Regions from separate parts of the Pan troglodytes genome. Here region 2 is linked to region 1. Evidence: chromatin contacts called from public Hi-C data. All regions are on one chromosome and are shown on one strand. Each heading gives the region's core, a stretch centred on a gene start, on an enhancer-like site or on the middle of the called end of the contact. The rest is flanking DNA. Distances are from core to core; before and after follow the strand shown.

What was found. A called contact is a pair of places that touch in the nucleus more often than the background predicts.
Region 2: a Hi-C map of induced pluripotent stem cells shows a contact between it and region 1, with 1.6 times the contacts expected there. The contact joins the promoter of FST here to the enhancer-like site in region 1. A contact is called at or near these places in 1 of 7 Hi-C or Micro-C datasets (induced pluripotent stem cells) and 1 of 1 datasets of contacts at active chromatin or transcription factors (stem cell-derived excitatory neurons).

What each region holds. Positions count from the first base shown.
Region 1 is chr4:60,659,841-60,666,592 of NHGRI_mPanTro3-v2.0_pri, forward strand. All of the region lies in intron 4 of ARL15 (ADP ribosylation factor like GTPase 15), which reads left to right. Among named protein-coding and RNA genes, the nearest start is that of MIR581, 47 kb to the right of the region's middle. Within about 2 kb of position 3,156, at least 3 of the 24 cell types and tissues checked have an H3K27ac peak or open chromatin away from gene starts, as enhancers often do. A contact at or near this core is called in induced pluripotent stem cells, where this site is marked.
Region 2 is chr4:61,178,819-61,185,570 of NHGRI_mPanTro3-v2.0_pri, forward strand. FST (follistatin) reads right to left here and starts at 2,710. Exons shown (of 6, transcript XM_009449166.5): 1 at 2,238-2,710; 2 at 31-222. The coding sequence starts at 2,322.

The sequences.
Region 1 (6,752 bases), core at 1,906-4,405:
TTGTTGTATTAGTATGAAATGTTGTTTCTTTACAAGCCTAAAAGGAGAGGTCATTATTTTTGTAGCTTTCCATAGAATAAGGAGATTGATACTTTATAGTGTTCTGGGAACCAGATAGATTTTGAAGTTTTGAAAAGGTTCAGTGGTGGTCATCATGGAGTAGTTGAGAATTGTCTAACTAGAGTGGGGTGTTGACTTTACAAATATTTATCAAGTACCTTCTGCATCCTTAGCACTCTGTTAGGCACTAGGATATGGGGAGCTTGTGATAAAGAGTTGGAAAAGATAGTGGCTCTCCCCTCAAAGGTGTGTATAATGTATTAAGGTACATAATGCAAGGAAATGAATAAAAGGGAGGGTGGATTACTGAGTCTAGTACCTAAGCGCACACAACCCATTTCTGGGGGAGAGGGTTGCAGGCAGGGCTGGCTACATAATTTGCAGGGCATAGTGCAAAATAAAAATTCCATTGTTCAAAGTCGGGCAAAAAGTACCATTAAAAGTACTAAAATATAAAGTTTTATCCTCTGCTCATCCGACTTCACTTACAAAACACAAATTCAAAGATAAAATTATTAAGAATTTCAAGATAGTAACAGCAGAGTACTAAACTAAGCCCAGAGCCCTTCTGAGCCTGGGCCCCTTTTGAAAGTGGGGTCTTAGGCGACTGCACAGTGCCTCACACACTCATGAGGCCAGCCCTGGGTACAGGGGTGATTCCTATGAAATCTAATATGTCAGCACTAAACCTTTTTTCAAGGAAGGGTTTATATAGAGAAATTTGAACAAGTTTGTACAGATCAAAATGGATATGTTTTGTTAGGTATATGTTTTATCTATTTCCCTTTTTTTGGTTAGGAATTAGGGACAGGGATTATTTCTCATAAGGGAAGACAGAGACTAGGGTATGAAAAACTCAGAGGAAGTATCAGACTTGGAGAAATATAGTGATACTATATGTACCGCAGAGACAGGCTGGGTCATTTGTTAAACTTTAGTGCAGGATTTGCCATCCAGGGTTTTGGTACCCAAGGTGGCTTAATATTTATGACACATCTTTCTACATCAGTCGTTACATCATTCTCTCCTTTTTTCTCAGTTTCAACCCTTCTGAAGGGTGGCTGTTTGCCTCACTCAGTATAATTTCACTGATTATTCCAGATGTACCCTAGTTGTGGTGAGAGTCTATCCAGGCGTTATTGCAGGCAGACGTGATGTCCATTTATTTATGTAGATTACCACCCCCACATGCAGCTAGTGACCAGAAGAAAGGTTTTCAAAAGATTGAAACCTTCTAACATAGAGTTGGTGTTTTTGTTTTTTGTTGGACAATAGGCAGGGGAGAGAATCTGTAGCAGATTCATTTCTTTTCCTTGGCCTAAAAGCCTTGCTGGAGCCTCCTCCAAACTTAAAAAAAACTAGAGGAAAAGAAAAGAGTGTTCTTTGAATCTATAATACATCAGTCTGCAGTGTAGCTTTTCTTTTTTGCCAATTTTTTCTAAGGAAGACCCTCATGGACTCAATATAGATATGAGTGAAACTGCTGTCTCAAAAGCCTTTTATTAACTAGCTGCTAAATTTTATGACATTTTTTTCTCTCTACTATACCCCACCCTTCTCTGCTTCCTTTTTTTTTTTCCTTATTTTTATTTTTATTTTATTTTATTTTATTTTTGAGACAGAGTTTCACTTTTATTGCCCAGGCTGGAGTGCAATGGCGTGATCTTGGCTCCCTGCAACCTCCACCTCCCGGTTCAGGAGATTCTCCTGCCTCAGCCTCCCGAGTAGCTGAGATTACAGGCATGTGCCACCACGCCCATGTAGAGATGGGGGTTTCTCCATGTTGGTCGGGCTGGTCTCAAACTCCCAACTTCAGGTGATCCGCCCACCTTGGCCTCCCAAAGTGCTGGGATTACAGGTGTGAGCCACCGCACCCAGCCTTTATGTATTTATTTATTTATTTTTATTTTTATTTTTTTGAAGTGAAGTTTCACTCTTGTTGCACAAGTTGGAGTGCAGTGGCACGATCTTGGCTCACTGCACCCTCCACCTCCCGGGTTCAAGTGATTCTCCGTGCCTCAGCCTCCCAAGTGGCTGGGATTACAGGCCCGCACCACCATACCTGGCTAATTTTTTTGTATTTTTAGCAGGAACGGGGTTTCACCATGTTGGCCAGGCTGGTCTTGAACTGCCGACCTCAGGTGATCCACCTGCCTCGGCCTCCCAAAGTGCTGGGATTACAGGCGTGAGCCACCACGCCCGGCCTTCCACTTATTTTTGAACATTTCTTTTCGTTTGAAGTTCCCTTCTTCCTGAGCTTATTTTAGCATTGCACATGCCTACTTGTTTTCCTACATTTCCTTTCACTGTCTTCTTCACTCAGTTTTCTTTTCCTCTCTATTCCGTGAGTATAGACACTTACCGAATGTTGGTCCTACAGCCTTCTCTTTATTCTCTGTTCTTTCTACCTACGAGATTTCTTCCACTTCCTGGCCCCACTCTTGACAACATCTCAGTGTTGATGTCTCTGTCTTCTGACTCCAGATCCAAATGTTCCTCTGAGTGTGCTTAATGTGAATGCACCAATGCCCCATTAGCCCCCACATCCCTTCAGCATCGTCATGTTAAATAAATTCCTTATTCCAGTGGGAGTTTACTTATTCTGTCTCCTCCCACTCATGTCTGCTATTTGGGACGTCCCTCTTTTGGTTGGTGTTGCCCTGGTTCTCATTGGCACCAAACCCAATTCCCATGTCTGTCTCTCCTTTTTAGACCATAAGCAGAGACCAGGCCTTTTCATTTTGTAACTGCTGCATGTAGTACAGTGCCTGGAACACAGCTCAGTAAGTAACAAGCTGATTGATTCACTGAATTAATATTGAACGGCTTCTCTCCCACCTCCCAGTTAGTTCTCAAAGACTTTTCATGCCCTCATCTCTTATGTAAATATTCCACTTTTATTCTTTTGCATCTCTAACCTTCCCTTTATGTTTCTGCCAGAGTTGTCCTCCTTACAGAAGTCCCTTTCTGTGCAGGGCTGTGCCTTATTCATCTTTATATAACCCAAGTGCTGAACCGCAGTGCCTTGTATACAGTAGCCACTTAAAGGTATGCTAAATTTGAGCAGAGCTAAGAAGGAAGGAAAGAGATGTGAGGGGTGACACATTGAAAGGAGGATTAGAAAGATAAAAGGGGAGAAACTAAAGGGCTGAGGCCAGCCAGTCTGTCTGTAAACATTCCATTAGTCCTGGTGTTAGATTGGATGAAAGCTTTTTTTTTTTTTTTTTCCTGATGTCCCTGGACACTTCTCCTTTGGAAAAGAACGATACATTATTCAAGAGATGGGGAAAGCGAGAGAAATAGGGCTCAGTCCCCCTCACAAAAATCTGGTTCATAGAACCCAGAATTTTGGAGCTAGAAAATGCCTGAGTAGAGCCCAGCTCTCATTCTGCAGGCAAGGAAACTGAGGCATGAGGAGGTTAAGTGGCTTAGCCGCTAGCTAATGGGAAAATCAGCAGTCAAACATGAGTCTCTTTCTTCCTCTCCCAGCACATCCATCAGTAAATCACATTTTCTCTTTTCTTGGTGGTGCAGGCCAGTGTTTAAGGTGAGGGATTATGATTACTAAGAGACTAGGCATTTTAAAGACCCTTTGCTAATCACAAATTTTTGCAAAGTTTACATCAGGCTCTTTTTAAAGGACTCAGCATGGTGGGAAATAGATTAGTGGTTTTACATTTCTTTTTTTTAAGTGGAGATTTCCAAAGCGTCCCTCTTTTTATTTTCTTTTTAAAATAAAATTGTACTTAGCATAATTAGAGAAACAGATTAAAGTGGAATTGTTCTGGCTAAATTGGAGGTGAGGACCATAAATTCTGCTTGCTGCCCCCTTCCCCATCCACCTCCTTCATCCTGCTCCTGGATGCCCACTGAAGAATCTGAAAAGTTTCTTAGAGAACACTTTTTATCCAGTTAATCAAATGACCTCCAAGGTCCCCTTCATTCTCTCATGCTATGGTGCTGAGATGATGTAGTCTGTTGCCATTTGGATCATTATTGAAAATTATCAGGTGATGAGGATTTAGGGAGAGTGAAACAAGAAGTGGTGTGGGAAGGCCTGCTATTCATCAGGAAATAAAAGGTACCCTTAATTTGGTTTTTAAGAAATAGTTAGGAAAAGAGATTGATAGGGCAGCAGAGAGACTGTCTACTGCTTGGAGATTTTGAATGCTGTGGCTAGAGTGATAAACAAAGACAACTCTTAGTAGTGGGCACATATCAAGAAATGAAGAATGAAGAGACCAGAGTTGAGGAGCTCAGATTAGGGAACTCTTCTGAGCTCAGGACATAAAGAAGAAGACAGATTATTTGGAGAAAAAAGTTTGAAAGGTTTTTGTGAACTGGATTTATAATGTAAAGGACAGAACTTTGTTGAGTTGTTTTCCAAGGTTCAGCAAACGAATTGCATTTCAGCATAAATTTGTCAAATGGTAGATGAGAAATGTATTGTTCACCCTATTGAGGTAGTAATGTTGGAAAGAGATCTTGCTGTACGATACAGGAGAAGGAAGGTTTATTAAACTGCACAGAATGTCTGCAAGTCATCCAACATCTCAGAACTCTTTCTTCCCATCTGTAAAAATAGGAAGATTATAATTTTAGATATGTTGGGCCTGTGTCCATCCCAGTGCTCCTGCTCCCTTCTGCCTTCAGGCGTAAGGTACAGGTGTAAGGTGTTAGCCTACCATTATTCTCTTTTTATCTAGGGTCTCTTTGGATCAGTAGTCTCTAACTAGAGACAATACCATTCCTACCTAGGGGACTTTCTCCTAACCAGCCTCAGAAACCTATTTTTAGGTAGCAAAAGAAAAACATTTGCCATATAGACCTAGATGTTAGCTGCTTGTCACAAGCTGAAGGGGTGTTCTCTCTTTTTTTTTTTTTTATGAGACAGTCTCACTCTGTCACCCAGGCTGGAGTGCAGTGGTGTGATCTCAGTGCACTGCAACCTCCGCCTCCCGGGTTCAAGCAATTCTCGTGCTTCAGCCTCCCAAGTAGCTGGGATTACAGATGTGCACCACCGTGCCCAGCTAATTTTTGTATTTTTAGTGGAGACGGAGTTTCGCCATGCTGGCCAAGCTGGTCTTGAACTCCAGACCTCAGATGATCTACCCGCCTCAGTCTCCCAAAGTGTTGGGATTACAGGTGTGAGCCACTGCACCCAGCCTGAAGGGGTGTTCTAATGTTGAGTATGATCACACATGCATCAGCTCTGTTCTGGTACTCGCATTTCTTCAACCAGAGGCTCCCCTCATAAATGTCAGATTAGTCCCAGGAGACACTAGTCTGCAATCTGATTTCCCTTGCCATTGTCCCCAGCTAGGCGGCAGAGCTGAGTTTAACTAAAAGTATAAGAAAACTGGGTTTTTTGCTCACCCATCTAGCTGAACATCCTCCTGAACATCTGCCTGAACATCCTCCTCTGAAGAAGCCAATGAGAATTATTGATAATGTATGAACCCCCAGGAGGCAAACCTTTTACAAATAAACTGAAAGACAAGGAAGTAAAGTTATATACAGTTATTCAGGAACACTCAACCACCCCTGCTTTTTAAAACCACATAATGAGGCTTTAGCACATTTCACCCTTATTCTGTTTTTGTTTCTGTTTTAAGCTAGAGACTCTTTGGGTCAGTGGTTTCCAACTGGAGAAAGTACTTTTCTTGCCTAGGGGACTTTGGGGAACGTATGGGAATATTCTGATTATCACTATAACTGGGGTCACTGCTAGCATTTTGTGGGCAGGGGCCAGGAATGCCAGGACAAGGCCAACCCCCGAAAAGGGAGAATTATCATATCTTAAATGCCAGGAGCATCCTCATTGAAACACTGAGCATTTTAATGAAAATGTACTCTTCCTTTGCCAAAGTTTCTTACTGATAAACTATGATAAACTACTCTTGAAGATGAGTAATCTATAGCTATTTTGCTTATTTGGACCTTAGTAGTGTAACTGTTTTCTGACATTGGACACTCAACAAGTGTCTGCCAAAATACTGAGAATTATGAGTAGTGAGGCATCAAATATTTAAAACATATTTCTGTTTTATACATAAGCAGTATAGTCATTTTTAAAATCATTTATTGCACACCCCTAATGTAGACAAATGTTTATAAAATATTATTTGAATTAAATGCAACTGAACACTCACATCATTTAAAAAAATCCCCAATTGCTTTTTTTTTTTTTTTTTTTTTTGAGACGGAGTCTCGCTCTGTCTCCCAGATGTGCAGTGGCACAATCTCGGCTCAGTGCAACCTCCACTTCCCGGGTTCAAGCAATTCTCTGCCTCAGCCTCCTGAGTAGCTGGGATTACAGGCACCCACCACCATGCCCAGCTAATTTTTGTATTTTTAGTAGAGATGGGGTTTCACCATCTTGGCCAGGCTGGTCTTGAACTCCTGACCTCGTGATCTGCCTGCCTCGGCCTCCCAAAGTGCTGGGATTACAGGCATGAGCCACCGCGCCCAGCCTCCCAGTTACTTTTAAAGAATGTCTTGGCACCCATTAAGAAAAGTAGATGTTTAGACCAGGTACGGTGGCTTATGCCTGTAATTCCAGTACTTTGGGAGACTGAGGTGGGAGGATTGCTTGAAGACAGGAGTTTGAGACCAGCCTCAGCAACATAGTGAGACCCCCTGTCCATATAAAAAGAAAGAAAAATAAGTGTTGATTTGAGGTGTGTGTTTTC
Region 2 (6,752 bases), core at 1,460-3,959, 520 kb after region 1:
GGCCTGCAAGTCGGGAAGAAGGAGTCCTACCTTTACAGGGGATGCAGTTGGGGGCGCCCCCGTTGAAAATCATCCACTTGAAGAGTGTGTTGTCATTCACGTCCTCCTCGGTCCACGAGGTGCTCAGACGGCCGGTGCTGCAGCACTCCTCCTTGCTCAGTTCGGTCTTGTACAGGACCTGGCAGCGGCCGTTCTTCGCTTGACGGAGCCAGCAGTTCCCAGCTGTGAAGAGACAAGGGTGGGGAGGTGGGTGAGTGAGCAGTGAGCGGTGGCAGGGCAGGGAGAGCAAGGTGGCTAGCGAAGGAGACCCGGCGGGAATGGGGAGGGGGTGAGCGTGGAGGAGGGGAAGTGAGAGAGACGCGGGAGAAAAGTAGGAAATAAATCGAAAGGGGTGGAGGGGTGGAAAAAGAAGGCAGTGGGGGGGAAGCCCTGATCACAGAGATGGGAGGTGGGCGAGAGGGAGGGAGGGAGAGAGGGAGAAGACAGGGCGCCCCAGCCATATCAATGTCAGTTACCAGTGACCCAGACACAACACGTGCAGCTTGCATTGACTTTTACTAGACTGTTTACTTTTATTCGTCCCATTTCATAACCTGCAGAGACTCGAAGAGCAGATTAAAGAACCTGACAAAAACAGGGTGCGACGGATGTTTTTACATGCTGGTTTCATGTAGGCGGGTACAGGAATTATTTGTGACAGGGGTTAAGAAAGTAAGAGAACGAGAGAGAGGAGAGAGGAGAGATGGAGGGGAGAGAGAGGGAGAAGGAAAGAGAAAGAAAGAAAAGAAAGAAGAGAAAGAAAGAAAAGAAAGAGAAAGAAAGGAAAAAAGGAAGAAAGAAAGAGAGAGAGGAAGAAAGAAAAGAAAGAAAGAGAGAGAGAGAGAAACAGATCAAGCAAAAGGCACTTCTGAAAAATGAAAGCAAGAAAGCGACCCGGCCCAGCCCGGAGCTACTCCGCGCGGCCTCCAGGCGCAGCCAGCCCGACGGGCCCGTTTTGCAATCCGCCAGACCGGAGCACGCCCGCGGCCACCGCGATCTTTCGAAATCTCCGAGGGCTGCTTTCCTCCGCGCCCACGTCCGGGCACCAGGCAGAGCCTCTCCCCTAAAGGCGGGCAACCCAGCGCAGTGCCATGCAGACGGCGAGGGGCAGTGCCCAGGAGGGCAGTTTACAACATACTTAAAATGTTAACGCTGAAGCAGGGAAAGTAATGCCTTAAGGTGGGGGGAGGGGGGAGTCTTCCTACCATTTCACGGTTATAAGTACCTATCTCATACCTAGCAAGAAATATTTGCAAGTGATTTCTCCCTCTTCCCCCTTTTTAATGTTCGGATTTGGGTCGAGAAGACTTCTCATGAATCACCAATATGACTTTAACAATCATTGGATCGCAAGCTGCTATTATTATTTTAAACATTCTGCCCAAAGACTAATTGAAATAAACAAATCTATTTTTAAAAGGCAAGCTTCAGAAATTTGCTCTTAACCCATTTCAGAATTTAAGTCAGTTATGGGCTGCTCACTGTTTTACAGAAAGCTAAGTGTCAGAAAGAAGAATGAGGCAGAGGGGAAAAAAACTGTAAAGTGCTCAAAGCACTTTGGGGTAATAATTTGGCTTTTTTTTTTTTTTTTTTTTTTTTTTTTTTTGCGAGAATGGGGGATGGGGTTGGAAGAAGCATCCACTAGGCAGAAAGCTACTTCCCTTGAAAATCTTCAGCACCCACATTTCCAAGTTTGGGCAAAGTTTCTGGAACCACGTCCCCCAGCCACCAAATAAAATTCAGTATCTCTCCCCCAAACCCCCAGGTTTTCTTTTCTTTCTTTCCTTTTTTTTTTTTTTTTTTAAGTATCCAAAAGATGTGGGAGGGAGAGAGATGAGACTGCAAATGGGTCGACTGAAATCTCCAGGCTACTACTGATACTTGTTCCCTTCTTCAGAGCCAAACAGAGGAGATCACATCTAAAGTTATCATGGCCAGAACTTGGAGCATCTAACCCTAACTACTAAGACCCCAGCTCGCTCCCTTTCCTTTTTCAAGATAACCGAGCTCCAAACTCAGTTCCCAGTCCTAAAGTGTCATTGCCTACAATTTTCCCACTCCTCTCCATCCCGGAGTCCCCAAGTTGGTTCAACATCTTTCGAGAGCAGCGTTGCTCAGAACAGACCAAGTGGAGACCACAGAAAAGTCGACCCCCCTGTCCTCAGCCAAGCCTCCCCAGCGCATCCCCACTCGCTTACCCTGGGCACTGCGGTCCTCCATGAACTGGCAGAGCAGCAGCAGCAGGAGGCAAAGCCCACCCGGCTGGTGCCTAGCGCGGACCATCCTGGGGGCAGGCGCGGGGCGAGGAGCGCAGCGGCGCGGGGAGCCGGCGCGGCGGCGGGTGGCTCGGGCGAGCGGCGCGCGTCGCAGAGGCCAGCGGCGGAGGGCGCAGCGATCCCGGCGCAGCCCCGCGCTCGCCGCCGGCCGCCCGCGCGATTCAATGGACGTCAGAAGCCGGGCGCAGCCGCGCTTTAAATCTAGACGGGGGTCTCCGCGGTTTGCGGTGGGCGGTCTCCCAGTGTGTGGGGCTGTGGGAGGGCGGCCGCGAGCGAGTGTGTGCGCGGCTCCTTGGGGGTGGGGAGCTTTCAAAAGTTCAGTGTGAATCAGGTGACATTTCCCACCTTCTGGAAACCCTTCCCAATTATCTTTCGGAGGTGCCCGAAATCAAAACGGCTGGAGGGGAATCGTCGAGTTCTTATTTGCGTAGGAGCGAGAGGGAGGGGGAAGGCGACCGGGGCGGGGGTTGGGGGCTACGCGTCGGGGGTGGGGAGTGGGGAAGAACACCCACTTCAAGTCCTGCTCGCCGCCGCTCGCCGGCAGCGCCGGCGCGCCCGGGGTGGCGGGTGTGTGTGTGAGTGTGTGTGTGTGTGTGAGTGTGTGTGCGCGCGCGCGCGAGTGTGAGAGGGAGGGCGCGGTGGGGGCGCTGGAGGCGGTGGCGGGGGGAGCGGGGGGAACCCGGGAGTTTGTCTCCGTGCTGCCTCTCCTCCGCTCCAAAGAGACTTTTGCAAACGGCCGGAGAGCCCCGGGCTGCCCAAATATCCCGCCCCGGGTCGGGTCGGAGCGCGCCGGCCTCGCGGCGGTTCCGGGCACCCGCAGCCTGGGCGCGGGACCCGCGAGGTTTTGTGTCTGGGTCTGTGAGCGCCTGACTTTGCAGCCACCCCCAGCCCAGAGGTGTTGCTAGGAACCCCGGCCCCGGCACCTTCCACCCTGGCAGAGCGCTACCGAGACGCGGCCCTTCGTCTGGACTAGTCGGAAGCAAACAAAAATGTTTAACACCTCAGGCCCGGTCTCCCCGCGGCACAGCCTCGCCCTCTCCCTTTCTTTTCTCCCCTTTCACTTCGCGGCGTCTGGAGTCGGAGCCCGGAGCGGGGGCGCCGACGTAGGCGGTCTGGCCCCCCTTCCTCTCCCGCCTGGAGACTCCCCAGTTTCTGTCCTGTGTGCCTCTGTCTGTCTCTCAGTCTCCTCGGCTCCAATCTCTCTCTCTTTCTGTCTCGTCTTCTCTCTTTTCGCGGAATAAAAAAGATTGCAACATCCATAATGAACTTCTGTAGCCTCAGTTTATTAAGTACAGTGCCTGGCATTCTTCGCTGAAAGTTGGCGGGTCTCTCATTTATAACATTTTTGGCACCGCTGAATGAAACTGAGGAGGCGATATTTCCTTTTATATAAAACGATTACTTCACGGAAAATGCTATATTGTTTATTCCAAAGCTGCCTTTTAAATTTGTTCTTTTCGCATCTGAAGCCCGAAGGACAACAGATAGCGAAGTATGCAGACAAAATTCTTGGACATTCGCAGGTCACTGGGATTTGTTCTACGAATTTCAAATCTGCCCTTCTTCCCCCCCTGCAACTGCCCTCCCCCCGCCAGACCCTCCTCCAGTCCTCCTCTAGCCCTCCCACCCCCCATCTTCCATCAACCTTCCCCCCTCCACAACTGCAAATAACTCAGTGATAACAGATTTTTTTCCACCAACTGCAGGAGATAGTGCTAATCTTTTAATAAAAGATCCCATTACAATGGGATCTGTCTGGACAGACTATAATAGATCCCGAAATACAGCCGTGCTAATATTAGAAGACAGTTGTTTGGGTGCCTCTCAGACGGGCCCAAGCCCCCCTTTGAAAGTGGGCATGAATCACAAAGCCCCGCGGCCGCCGCACCTGCACCGCGCGCATTCGGTGCAGCAGGCTGGTAAAAACGGGTGACCTCGCCGCCGCTTTTCGCTTTATAATTACCGTCATGAGGACGGGAGGGGAGGGGCTCGGGCGGCCCGGGGGAGACTGGCTTTTTGCTAACTTCAGACGGCTGTGGGGGCTCCACATCCTTCTTAATCTTTCCAGAATCATTCTGTCTGTTTCTGTCTCGCTGTCTCTCTCCCCTTCTCCCTTTCCCTCCAGTCCTCCAACCCATTCCCTCTGCTCTCTTTCCCCTACTCCTTCCCCTCTTCTCTCCTTCCCTCCCTCTACCCAGACTCTACCCGTACTCTCCCTCCCTTTTCTCCCTCTCTTTCTTTTCCAGTCTCCTTTTCTCTCTTCCCTCCAACTCATTAATGTAGAGTTGTTTAGTGCCCTCTAATGGCAGACGACATTAACAATTAATAGCAAACTGTCCCCTTTGCAGGAGCCGCCACTCAATGGCAGAGTTCCAAAGCTGAATTTATTTCTTCTTTATTCAGAGAAATGGTATAGTCCTTATACAATGATGTGCTGGAGGGAAAGTTTGTTTTCTCTGCTTAAAGGTTCCCCCACCCCTGCCCAAGGATAAGTTAAAGGAAAGAGAAGCTAACAAGTATTGTTACTTGACTTTTTCCCCCTACCCTGTCTTTTAATGGCAGCAAGAGACACAGCTTCTTTTTAAGTTAGGGGTATCAAACCGTATATCCAAGGTTGAAAAATAAACATTCCAAATGCATAAAAGATCTCAGATGGTAAGTAACTGGATCTTACAGCAATGCTATCAATGGTCATACATAATTACATGATTTTATATTTGTCTCCAGTTTAAATATATTTATTGGTCCTGAATTGGCCAGTAGCCTCTGGAAACTGGGGTCTTTTTCTTAGACTTTCCACCCTAGGACTACACAAAATATTTAAATTTTACTTATATGCCTAGTTGTATATGAAGTCATCTTGCCTGGAGAAATATAGAATCACGTTTTAATCCATATTTATTTTCTCAATATCTTTGGGAAGATTGTTTTAAAGTTCATAATCTCATCATATTTTATAACCGTATAGCAAGGAGAATAGTGATATAACTTGTATGTTCTTACTAGATTTTAATTTTGTTCATTCCTATATGTACATATAGCATGTTGACGTAAAAGGGTCATACAAGTATACACAAAGATTACCTTTTTGGGGGGAAGGTCTATGTAGCTAAATGAAGATTAGAATAGAAGCAATTTGGAGGGGCTAATCAAAAAATTTTCCATGTTTGAGCAAAACTATTTAGTTTGTCCAGATACTTATTTTAGTTTATGTATATAGAAACAACTGGTGTCACAAAAACTTTCTAAATTAATTTAAGTTGTATCCTCACAATTCCAGTATGATTGGGTAAAAGTAAAAATTTCATTTCTATTTCATTTTTTGTCTATGTAATGCCAAATGCTCAGACCAGTCATTTGACTAAATTGACTGCCTTGACTAGTTGTTTTGGCATCATGTAATTGTCTTGGCTAAGCCAAAGCAGACACAGTAGCTCTCATTGTAAAAAATGCCACCACAAATAGGAGTCCCTCAGTACCAGAGGGTGACCCAACACAGGATTACTTCTCGTCCCAGAGAAGGTGACCCTGCAGGTCAGGGTTGAGGTCACTGGCAAACACACTGTGGAAAACATAAGTGCTGTGTTGCTTTTGCCCTTTTGAATAAGCAGCTTGGTGTTTGTTTAGTGACACAAGCTCATCCTGTTTTTCAGCTGCACCTTGGATAGTATTGATCTGTTTGGGAGAATGTCTGCTCCAAATCAGCACAGATCAGTCACCATGACTCTTGCCATCTAGGGTTATTTTCAGATCATAACTGAGGAAATGAGACACAGGTCAATACTGGTTCCTTATAGGCTTTCTGTGGGCATCAGCAAGAGATCCATCCCATTTCTCTGGTATGAAATGGTACCACACCTGTTCAGTGACATCACAGAAAAACAGCTGCTATTTCTTTTACTGTTATATCGCCTGTAAATGTTAAATATTGGGTTTGTAGATATCTAAATGTCAAGGGGACATTTTAAAATAAAAATGTCGCCTTTCATTTTTGTTGTATGCCTCCAAGTTTGACTTCTTATTTTTCCTTTCTGCTCTGCCAAATAAAAATGTAAATTATGAGAAACACAATAGGACCACTTTGTAGCTGAATTTCTGGGCAGCACACAAAAAGACTACTGTTTTCTGATTGGTCTTTTGTCAGCTTCAAAAGCTGTCTTCCTTCTGAAGTTTATAAATTTAAAATATTAGAGTTTAGCAAATGATTCAATCTAACTCCCTAGATAGCTATTTAAACTCATATGACATTGTTATTTGAGACCAGAACTGACCTGGTTAAATTTCAGTACCTAAAAAGAGAATATGGAGGGAGTGGGGTGAGGTTATGTAGAGACTATTTGAAAGTCATGAACTGAGTAGCTTTTTTTTTTTTTTTTTGCCTTAAGATTAAATGTCAAGCTTTTTTTGAAGTTAGGTGTTTGGCAAAATGAATACATT